Regions from separate parts of the Mus musculus genome. Here all the other regions are linked to region 3. Evidence: chromatin contacts called from public ChIA-PET and HiChIP or PLAC-seq data. All regions are on one chromosome and are shown on one strand. The core of a region is the stretch at or near the end of the contact, and the rest is flanking DNA. Distances in the headings are between cores, read along the strand shown. Region 1 holds the start of Ccdc160 (coiled-coil domain containing 160). Region 2 holds the start of Kis2 (Kaplan integration site 2). Region 3 holds the start of Hprt (hypoxanthine guanine phosphoribosyl transferase).

Region 1 (2,956 bases), core at 287-2,786, 200 kb after region 3:
TAGCTTACGAACTTCGCGGGATGACATTTTAAGGCAAGGGCTTTCATGTTTCCCCTGAAGTTTATTTGACTTAGCTCAAGTCTTCAGGGCACTTTTCTTTTGAACGTTTATGAGGCCGTCTTGGAAGCGTGCTGACAGGGATGAGTGATGCTTTGCTTACAAAGTTGAAGGTTTATGTTGGGCAAGACTCTGAGCTTCTGAACTCCCAGGATGAGATAACAACCAGAACAACTGTACTTACCCTTCCTGAGGTCCAAGGTCTTAGACCGGATGTCACTGGTCTCCTCCAGCTTGAGCTGGAAAAAACAGTTCACCACCACCACCCCCACCTCCCTACAGGAAATATAATTTAAAGAATGTCCCAAACCCATGTTATTCTCTGAAGTGTCCATTCAAGTCACAGATGCTACACCTACAATGTCTGTGGGTCTATCTGCAATGTGGCACCAGACAGAAGTCATTTCTCTTTCTAAGTTTTCAGCCCATTTTTCCAAGTGTTATGCTACCGTCTTCCTTCCTCGGGCAATACAAATGTCAAGTGGGGCAAGAACCACACTGATACTGCATTCACCACGGTTATCTCTTTACCCTGAGCATGTATTGAACAGACAAGCCACCTGTGGTGGAGACAGAAGCTTGCTGATTACAATGTGCCTACCAAGAGTCACAGGGCTGGAACCTAGGCCTGGCTTCCCTCCTTCGAGTAGAGTTAATTTGTAAAAACATGACACAGAGAAATGGTCCCGCTTTTTTTTTTTTTTTTTTTTTGCTTTCATCTTTCAGGGTTCTAACATATGGGTCAAGTGCCCACTTCCCTGGACAGAATGTCCCTTCTATTGTTTAGGCAATATGGAGAGAGAAACAAAGTGCCACCGAAAACTCAGCACTGTGTGTGGCTATGATCCTCAATTCTTTGTTATTAGTGTGAAATTATCCCTTCTTGAAGAAAAGATACGGAGTCCCCTGAGTTCCCAAGGCTTAGACTTTATTACTATGGGAGTCACATTCTTGCTATAAAGCTGTATCTTTATATGCATAGTTTGGGGATTTTTCTCTGTGAATGGTTAACTGAAACTCCTGCCATCCTTGCTTCTATGGAAAAGAAGGTGGCCAGGAACAAGATGTTGTTAGAACCCCCACTGCAGGTGACTCTTTTCACCTCCCAGTCCAGATCCTGTAGCTAGTGGGTGAATGGATAAGCTTGACCCCACTTCTCTGTCCACAACCCCTTTCCCACGCCCTGTTTCTTTTCTTTCCAAACACACGCTAGCTCCAGCCTGGGGCTCTCAAGAGAAAAAAAAAAAAACCTGCTGCTGGGACTTCCTTGGTTTTCCGCCCTCTTGCTGGGAGAGTCAGGGGGTAAAGAGGGGCGCGCCAGGGGAACCCGGGATGTCCCTTACACAGACATACCTGGAAGCGCGGGTGCGGTTGGAGAGCCCTGTCCACTCTTCCCCGAAGCCGGTCACTACCGACAGGAGGCAGCCCCTTGTTCAGTGCTAGCCACCACGACCCGGCCAGGCTGGCCCGGGGCAGAGCCTCTGCAGTGCAGCTCCAGCGCGGGCCGCACTGTTGCCTAGCAACCAGGCGGATGGATTTAAAGGGACCGGGCACTGAAGGAACCGGTCGCTGCAGGTTGAGTACTGCTGCTAGTCAGGGAGTCAAGGCCGGACCAGAGCACTGAGCATGCCCGGTAGGGCGGCCACTGTGGTGGCTTCTGCCAGGCAAGAGATAGGAAAGCAGGGAGAAGACGCTGAGTCAGAATAGGAAAGGTCAAGAAAATGCTAGGCAAACCCATGCACCGCTGGGACTATTAGACTAGATGTGGGAGATTCTCAAGGCTATGTGACCACCGACTGTGGAGAAATGGAGAGGCAGTTGCATAGGGTTAATCCCCTAGATTTGGTATTTAGTAACAGGATGTTATGGAGGATTCGCTTTGGAAGACCTTAGGTTGGAGTCAGGGTTGCTAATAATGTGGGAGTTGCATCATATCCCCATCTCTACCTTATGTACCTGTCGAAGGTCAGTCCAATGGCTTAGCCAGAAGTTCTACATTAGGCAAAGCACTAAAAAGAACCTTGAGTCAGAACCTGGCTCTACCTGTGTAAAAAATGAGGCCTGTCTCTCCATCCATATTGTCTCCATTTATCACTCAAGAATTTGCCTAAGTTGTTCTTGAACCCATTTGAATGTAAAAACGTTGAGGACAACTAGTTTACACTATACTCAAGGGTTAAAAAAAAAAATCACTCCACCCCATAATCAGCATCCAAACGCTGACACCATTGCATACACTAGCAAGATTTTATTGAAAGGACCCAGATGTAGCTGTCTCTTGTGAGACTATGCCGGGGCCTAGCAAACACAGAAGTGGATGCTCACAGTCAGCTAATGGATGGATCATAGGGCTCCCAATGGAGGAGCTAGAGAAAGTAGCCAAGGAGCTAAAGGGATCTGCAACCCTATAGGTGGAACAACATTATGAACTAACCAGTACCCCGGAGCTCTTGACTCTAGCTGCATATATATCAAAAGATGGCCTAGTCGGCCATCACTGGAAAGAGAGGCCCATTGGACTTGCAAACTTTATATGCCCCAGTACAGGGGAACACCAGGGCCAAAAAGGGGGAGTGGGTGGGCAGGGGAGTGGGGGTGGGTGGATATGGGGGACTTTTGGTATAGCATTGGAAATGTAAATGAGCTAAATACCTAATAAAAAATGGAAAAAAAAAATCACTCGCTTTCCCCAGTCACCCAAATTTTCTCTTTAAGTTTTAAAGCTTCCTCACAACTTTCGAGGGGTTTCTTGGGTGACAAAACCCCGCCTCCTTAATCATATTATTTATTCTAAACATGCTATTTTGTGGAACAAATAAATGGTCTCCTCAGGCTTTGATTAGTCGGTTGCACAGTGTAAATTTTATAGCCCATGCCGGGCTGAGACTGGAGGCTGTGA
Region 2 (3,312 bases), core at 515-3,014, 240 kb after region 3:
TCCAGCTCTCTTCTGTCTCTTAACCAAGACGCGTAGTCCGGGTGACTGTTGGTAGTGAGGTTTCTTTGGGAAAATATTCCAAAATCGGGGTAATGGGTTTTCTCATTCTGATGCTCAAGGGAATGTGTTTACTCGTTCCCAGCGCTCCCACTGCAGCTGCAGGGCACAATTAATTATGTTAATAATTTGCGAGAAGCGGATGTAACTCCCCAACTCCTCCCCCCCGGGGGGGTGACAAAAGGGGAAGGAGACATCCTGGGGTCCGACCACGTGATATTATCTTCGCGCCACTTTTACAACCCTCCCCCAGGTTTTGCTTGAGCTCATTGAGGTTTTTTTTTTTTTTAAATCCTGCTTTAATACAATGTCTCTTAAAAGAGGGTCTGAGATATGTTTCCACACCTCTCCATCACTAGCTACCTTTAAAGGTCCAAAGTTGGATTGCAGTCCATGCAACTCTCACAAGCGAGATCTGATTGGATATTAAATTTGGGCTTGCATAGTTTCCAGAAAGCATCAAACAGATGCTCTGGCATACGGTGGGAGGTCTGTTTGTGCGGGTGTTTGAAAGTGGAAGGCAGCCCACCTGTAGGAGTAACACACATTGGAGTAACGAGGGTGCTTTGCATCACTGAGACCTGAGCTGAGCCTGCAATTCTGCTTGAGCTCCACCGCTGGCCAGGGAGCAGGAGACAAGTCTTAGGAGTCTTTCAGTCCTTAGTAATCCGCTCGCCTGAACCCCTACTGTGCACCAGATTGAAACTCACGTGGTGCTCTTGTTCCCTTTTGAGCTTTGAACTGCCACAATCACCCAAGGCAACAGTGTTAGGGAGTAAGGGACCTGTCTTCGTTTCTGAGCCCCAGCTCATCCCTTCCAGTGTCCCCTCTCCTGATAGTGCGTGCTCAGTAACTTCAGGTTTATTTGTTATCTGGTCAATCACTCTTTCCACCATCTAACTCACCAAATATCTATCCTCTTGGACCCGTGCCCTCCAACAAAGCAGAGAAAGTATAGTATGGTTATCCTTTTTTGCCCCATAACCTCCTAGTATGCTTAATTTTGTATTGACGCTAAATCATAATTTTAGTTTTGTACTTGGGATGTGCTTTTAAACAGCCTTCTCTCAAATGAGTCTTAGCTGTGGAAGGGGGAAAAGCAAGGTAATTGGCATCTGTGCGTGCACCCAAGGGACATTACCATTCATAATGCCTGCTAGGAAACTGATTTAAAGGGTAAAGGTGGCGTTCAGCAAGTGTGAAACTTCAGCAGTAGCTTCACATGCCAGAACTGAAAACTTTCACATGGGCAGAGTGGATATGCCGGGTATGTATTTCTTCTCTCCTACAGACTTTCGGGACACTTTCAATCTAGCTGTGAGGTAGTGCGCATGCGCGCACTCGTTGGGACGTGGGGACACCTGGGTCCCACAACTGCTTGGGCCTCGTAGCCTATCTCCAGAGGGGGATGGGACAAGCGCTTCAGGAGCCTGACCGGACAAGGTAGTAATGAGTGCGCCATTCTGGGCAGGCGACTGTGGCACTGGTTTAGACTGGCATCCCATGGGTGCTTGGATTAAGGAAGGACTCTGGTGTTGGGGACAGAAGGGCAAGGCTGAGGGAGCGGGTCCTGTGTGTCACTGGGGCACCGTGGGCTTTGGCCTGGGCGGTGTGGGGGTTCCATTTCCTAATTCCTGTGTGGGCCGAGTGGGCGGGGGCGGGCTTTCCCCCCTAGGCTATTAAAGGCGAAGGGCGGGCTTTTCCCAGGGATCGGGCTTTGGGACGCAGCTCGAGGTGACGGACCGCTGCCACAGGCTCGTGTGCACAAGTGGTGCTGCGCGGACACTTTGGGGGTTAGGTGTGCGTGGGCCGCCGGGGCGCGTTTCCTGCACGTGGCTCCTCGCCGCCCTCCCTCCTCCACCAGCTAGGAGAGCAGAGGGCCAGGAGCTCTAGGAAGATGCGTGCGGTTCCCTGATCCTGGCAGGCAGGACAGCAGCGGGATGGTCGCGCGCGCCACCTGCCAGGGCGGGTCACTGGCAGATCCCCTACGCGCTTGTTCTGGATGACTGGACCAGGAGATGCGTACCTCCGCGGGCGCAGCTGTGATCCCAGAGAGTTAACTAAGGTGGGAGGGGATGGAGCTGGCAAGACTTGAGAAAAGCAAAGTACCTGAGTGTAGTTGAGGGGTGCCAGGCAACTCGTGAGAAAAGGACTCTCCCTTGTTGCTCTGAAGGTTTCTGGAGAACTTGTGGGTGGTCAAATGCCAGGGTGCACGTGGGGTGTGGGGCGGGAGGACTCCCGACCTACCTTGGTTTCCCTCCCACCAACCCGAGAATGGAGGGAGAGGCTTAAGCTTGGCGCGTTTTGGGGGCTTTGAATGGAGAACTCCGTTTCCCATAATGCTTTGTTTCTTTCTGTTTAATTTTGGTGGCCGCTAAGGTGTCTTGAAGACCTAAGCGCGTGGCATGACTGGCTGGAGCACACCCTGCGTTCCCAGGAGGTTCACAGATCTCTACTGGAGCCGCTGCTGAAGATGCGGGAATAGACCAGAGAAAATCCCGAAATGGTAAAAGACTGGGTCCTCTTTGCAATTTTAGAAGTTGTACAGCGACTTTCTAGTATATATGATGGAGAGCAGATGTGTTAAAGAAAGGTATTAGCTAGAAGGAGCTTTCTCTGGAGGGCTGAGGTATGGTTTTGCGAAGTTGAGTCAGGTTTTGTAATATATTTTTAGTGGAGGCAAAAATCTCTAGTTGTAGGAACCCAGTTCAAGAAGAAAAGTATAATAAGCCAATACTTGCACTATAGGAAGCAGATTTCATATTTACTTCAAAAGTTTTGCTAATTTATATTTAAAATGTTTTAAGAACTATCTTAGTCACTAAGTGGCTTCGAAAAGTTCCAACATTTAAAATATCCTTTCTCATTGAACACATTTCAAGTTTTGTGTCCCTGAAGTTTATTGGTGTCCCCCCATCAACACAAACATTCCATCATGGGAGGGAGGGAGCTCGTGACCCCTCAGACTGTCCTCTGCAGCATTTTCCTGGGTAAGATACACACTTGGAAATGAGAGAGGTTTTTCCTGTGGAAGATAATGACATGAAGCCAAAGAGCTAATCTGACTTCTTTAGGTTTAATGGAGAAAATGGGTCCATAAATGTTTAAACAGAAGTAGAGCCCTTTGAAATAGATGAAAATGTGACATCTCTAGGCCATCTGTGCGGTATGTGAAGAGTGTAAAACTGTTTCTTAAAGCGGCTCTGAAATTTCTATCATTTTCTCTTAATGGGCTGGGGGCAGGGATGCTTCATG
Region 3 (3,197 bases), core at 272-2,771:
AGTGAAAACTTGCCACAAACCAGACATTGTGCTATACCTAAAGCTGAGGCTTGTTTAGGGGCCTGGCTTTTGGCCCAGTAGAGTAGAGAGCTTGCTTACCCAGTAGAACAAGGGTTCATTCCCTAAAATGAATTTTTAAAAAACCAGCAAGACTCAGTGATGCAACATTTGGGAGGCAAGAGTCAGGATGACTGTCACAAGTTCATGGCCAGCTTGATGGTCTACATTACCAATTACAGACCAGACAGAGCTACATAGTAAGACCCTGCCTGAAAACATCAAGATAAAGTACGTGTGAGTGGGAAAGTCAACCAACAAGTAACCAGATACCTGCTAAATCTGTAGTATATAAAGCATAATATGACATTTAAGGAGTACCAGAGGCAAGAATAAGAATAGAGCAGGCTAAAGTCGTTAATCAGAAGCAGGAGCTATGGGATGTTCTAGCAAGCATGATCAGCAAGGTTATGGCGTTGGGATTGATAGGGGAGACAGAGCTTGGCAGGTTAGAAAAAATTGAGCCAATGGGAGAAAAGGCAGGATATCTGAAGATGAGTGTGGAAAAAAGTCATCCAACGTAACAACCAAATCCATACTTTTTTTTTTTTTTAAATTCCCACAGCATCCAAGGGCATGGGCTCCCAAGTCAAGTGTATCTGAAGCCAAAGCCCATTATTCTGGGCCATGGGGGGGTAAAAAAACAAAACAAAACAAAACAAAAAACGAGCCGCCTTTCCACTCTTCAGGTGGAAAATAGGCGTGATTTTCACTGCCTGGGCCGCAGCGCTGATTCAACGGAGTGATTGCGCATTCCCACAAATATGAATTATGGCATCTGCAGAATTAGGGGCAAAGTCCAGGCCTGAACATGCCCTCTCATGCGGTCGTCTTGGGAACCGAAGCTCCTTCTAGAGGTGTTCCCTGGCCGCCAAACCCCAAACTTGTAGAGCTGGGCCTCTCCCAGGAGAGCTCCCCCGCCCTCCCCGCGCCTGATCCTTCCTGAAGCCGCCCTCCGCCGCTTGCCACCGCGCGCGTCCGCCGGCCGCACATGTCAAGTCCAACGCCATTGCCACCTTCCTGGTCCACACGCAGCCTGCCCTCTCTCTCTGTCGGGGCTCACTGGAGGGGCATCCCCACCCCCGAACCCCGCCATCCCGTCCTGCCCGCCGCCCTCATGGGGCATCTAGCCAGACTCCAGGAATCCCTGACCGCCCCCGCCATCAAAGAGTCCCGGCCGCCCCAGCGCCCAGAGCGGGCCTCGGGAGCCTCAGGGCTCCGGCCTGCGTCACTGTGCCACCGGGCGCATGGGGCCCGGCTGTGGGGCTCTGCTGGAGTCCCCTTGGCTCACCACGACGCTGGGACTGCGGGTCGGCATGACGGGACCGGTCGGCTCGCGGCAAAAAGCGGTCTGAGGAGGAAGCCGGCGGAGGAGGTGCTACCGCTCCGGAAAGCAGTGAGGTAAGCCCAACGCTCTCCCTCGCCGCCTCAGCAATGGCTCAGAAACGCTGCCGGCCAGGCTCCGCCCCTCGGCCCGCCCTCTCGGCCCGCCCAGGCTCCGTCCCCGGAGGCTCCGCTGGGCGTTCTCCCGCGCGCGCGCCACCAAAGGCAGTTCCGGAACTCTTATCTGACTAGGTGGGCCTGATAATTTTCTTTCTGAAGAAAATGGTACTGGCCATACCGCAGCCCCCAGGCCCTCTGTCGTCTCCCAGAGGATTCCCAGATAATCACTCCGCATTTTTCTCCCTCCTCATGAGTCTAAACAGCTCTAAATCATGATGTGATTCCTCAAGATTTAGGCCCAGTTCTTTCACAAATTTTTACTTAGTCATAAGATTTGAGATCCAGCCGGGCGGTGGTGGCGCACGCCTTTAATCCCAGCATTTAGGAGGCAGAGGCAGGCGGATTTCTGAGTTCAAGGCCAGTCTGGTCTACAAAGTGGAGTACCAATCCAAAAGGAAAAATAAACTACTTAGTAACCTTAGGAGAAATAGACCCTAAAATGCTTTTTGCCTTTACATAAAATGAGCATTTTAAGCCAAGTATGGTTTAAAAAAAAAAAAAAGGCTTTTATGCCCAGCTACCAAGAAAGGAGAATCACATACATATTCGACCTACCCAGACAATTAAGATCTTGCTTCAAAATAAAAATTGTTAAGGTGGAATAGGGATGGAGAAAGACATCTTGCACATGACTGCAACACACACAAAAGAAATGCTGATAGAGATTCATATATTACCAAATAAGATGCCATTTCTTACATGTTGATTTTAGTCAGGTGTGGCGACACATATGTGTAATCCCAGCACTACAGAGGTAGGAGAATTACAACTGTGAATTCCAGACGAGCCTGCATTACAAAGTGAGACCCTGGCTGAAAAACAACTAACTAACTAACTAACCAACGAACGAACAAACTGACTGACTAGTGTTTGAAAAAATAAAAGAGCCAGGAAGAGAGCAGAGCAGTAGTACATTTGGGCTCTAAGAGGCTCTGGGTTCAATCTTTTTTTTTTTTTTTTTTGGTTTTTTTTTGAGACAGGGTTTCTCTGTATAGCCCTGGCTGTCCTGGAACTCACTTTGTAGACCAGGCTGGCCTTGAACTCAGAAATCCGGCTGCCTCTGCCTCCCGAGTGCTGGGATTAAAGGCGTGTGCCACCGCGCCCGGCTTCTGGGTTCAATCTTATACAACAACAACAAAAAAAGAATGAATAAACAAATAAATAGATAAAGTAAGCATATTAACCGTACTTGATGGGAATATGGGGGAATTAAAGGATTGCACACATACATTTGAGCGAGCATACATATGGGACACAATATAAAAGTACACAATGTATGGGAACTGTGGCTGTTATTCATATTTATTTTTTTCTCCACAATTTCCTGCATGGAATTTGTTTTATATTTTGTTTACCTATTAGATATTTTTTAAGACAGGTCTGTTTTTTAAGACAGGTCCTTCTATAGCCCAAGCTGGCCACAAACTTACTTTGTTGCTGAGTATGGCCTGGAACCCCTGTTCCTCTTGTCTCCATCTCCCAAGTACTGGGATTATAGACATCTGACTATCCAATGTGAAATCAGAAAACAAAATCGTCCTCTATTTTCAAAAGCAGCCAGCAGTTGCTTGCCCCTAATGCTACTGTCAATATCTCCATTTGTATCTACCCAGCACCCATTACCATGTTTGACTATA

Evidence for each region. ChIA-PET counts read pairs in DNA pulled down with a chosen protein or histone mark. HiChIP or PLAC-seq counts read pairs in DNA pulled down with a chosen protein or histone mark.
Region 1: an H3K27ac HiChIP or PLAC-seq map of microglia shows a contact between it and region 3, with 6 times the contacts expected there. The contact joins the promoter of Ccdc160 here to the promoter of Hprt in region 3. A contact is called at or near these places in 4 of 39 promoter capture datasets (hippocampal neurons, liver, pre-B cells and 1 more), 3 of 115 datasets of contacts at active chromatin or transcription factors (the 230-238 cell line, embryonic stem cells and microglia) and 2 of 9 other capture datasets (adipose tissue and liver).
Region 2: an RNA polymerase II ChIA-PET map of effector CD8 T cells shows a contact between it and region 3, with 9 read pairs. The contact joins the promoter of Kis2 here to the promoter of Hprt in region 3. A contact is called at or near these places in 2 of 39 promoter capture datasets (the C10 cell line and pre-B cells) and 2 of 115 datasets of contacts at active chromatin or transcription factors (effector CD8 T cells and embryonic stem cells).

What each region holds. Positions count from the first base shown.
Region 1 is chrX:52,789,780-52,792,735 of GRCm38.p6, reverse strand. It overlaps Ccdc160 (coiled-coil domain containing 160), which reads right to left and starts at 1,536. Exons shown (of 2, transcript NM_001034059.1): 1 at 1,411-1,536.
Region 2 is chrX:52,743,045-52,746,356 of GRCm38.p6, reverse strand. Kis2 (Kaplan integration site 2) reads left to right here and starts at 1,764. Exons shown (of 1, transcript NR_003188.1): 1 at 1,764-3,312.
Region 3 is chrX:52,986,402-52,989,598 of GRCm38.p6, reverse strand. Hprt (hypoxanthine guanine phosphoribosyl transferase) reads right to left here and starts at 1,521. Exons shown (of 9, transcript NM_013556.2): 1 at 1,349-1,521. The coding sequence starts at 1,375.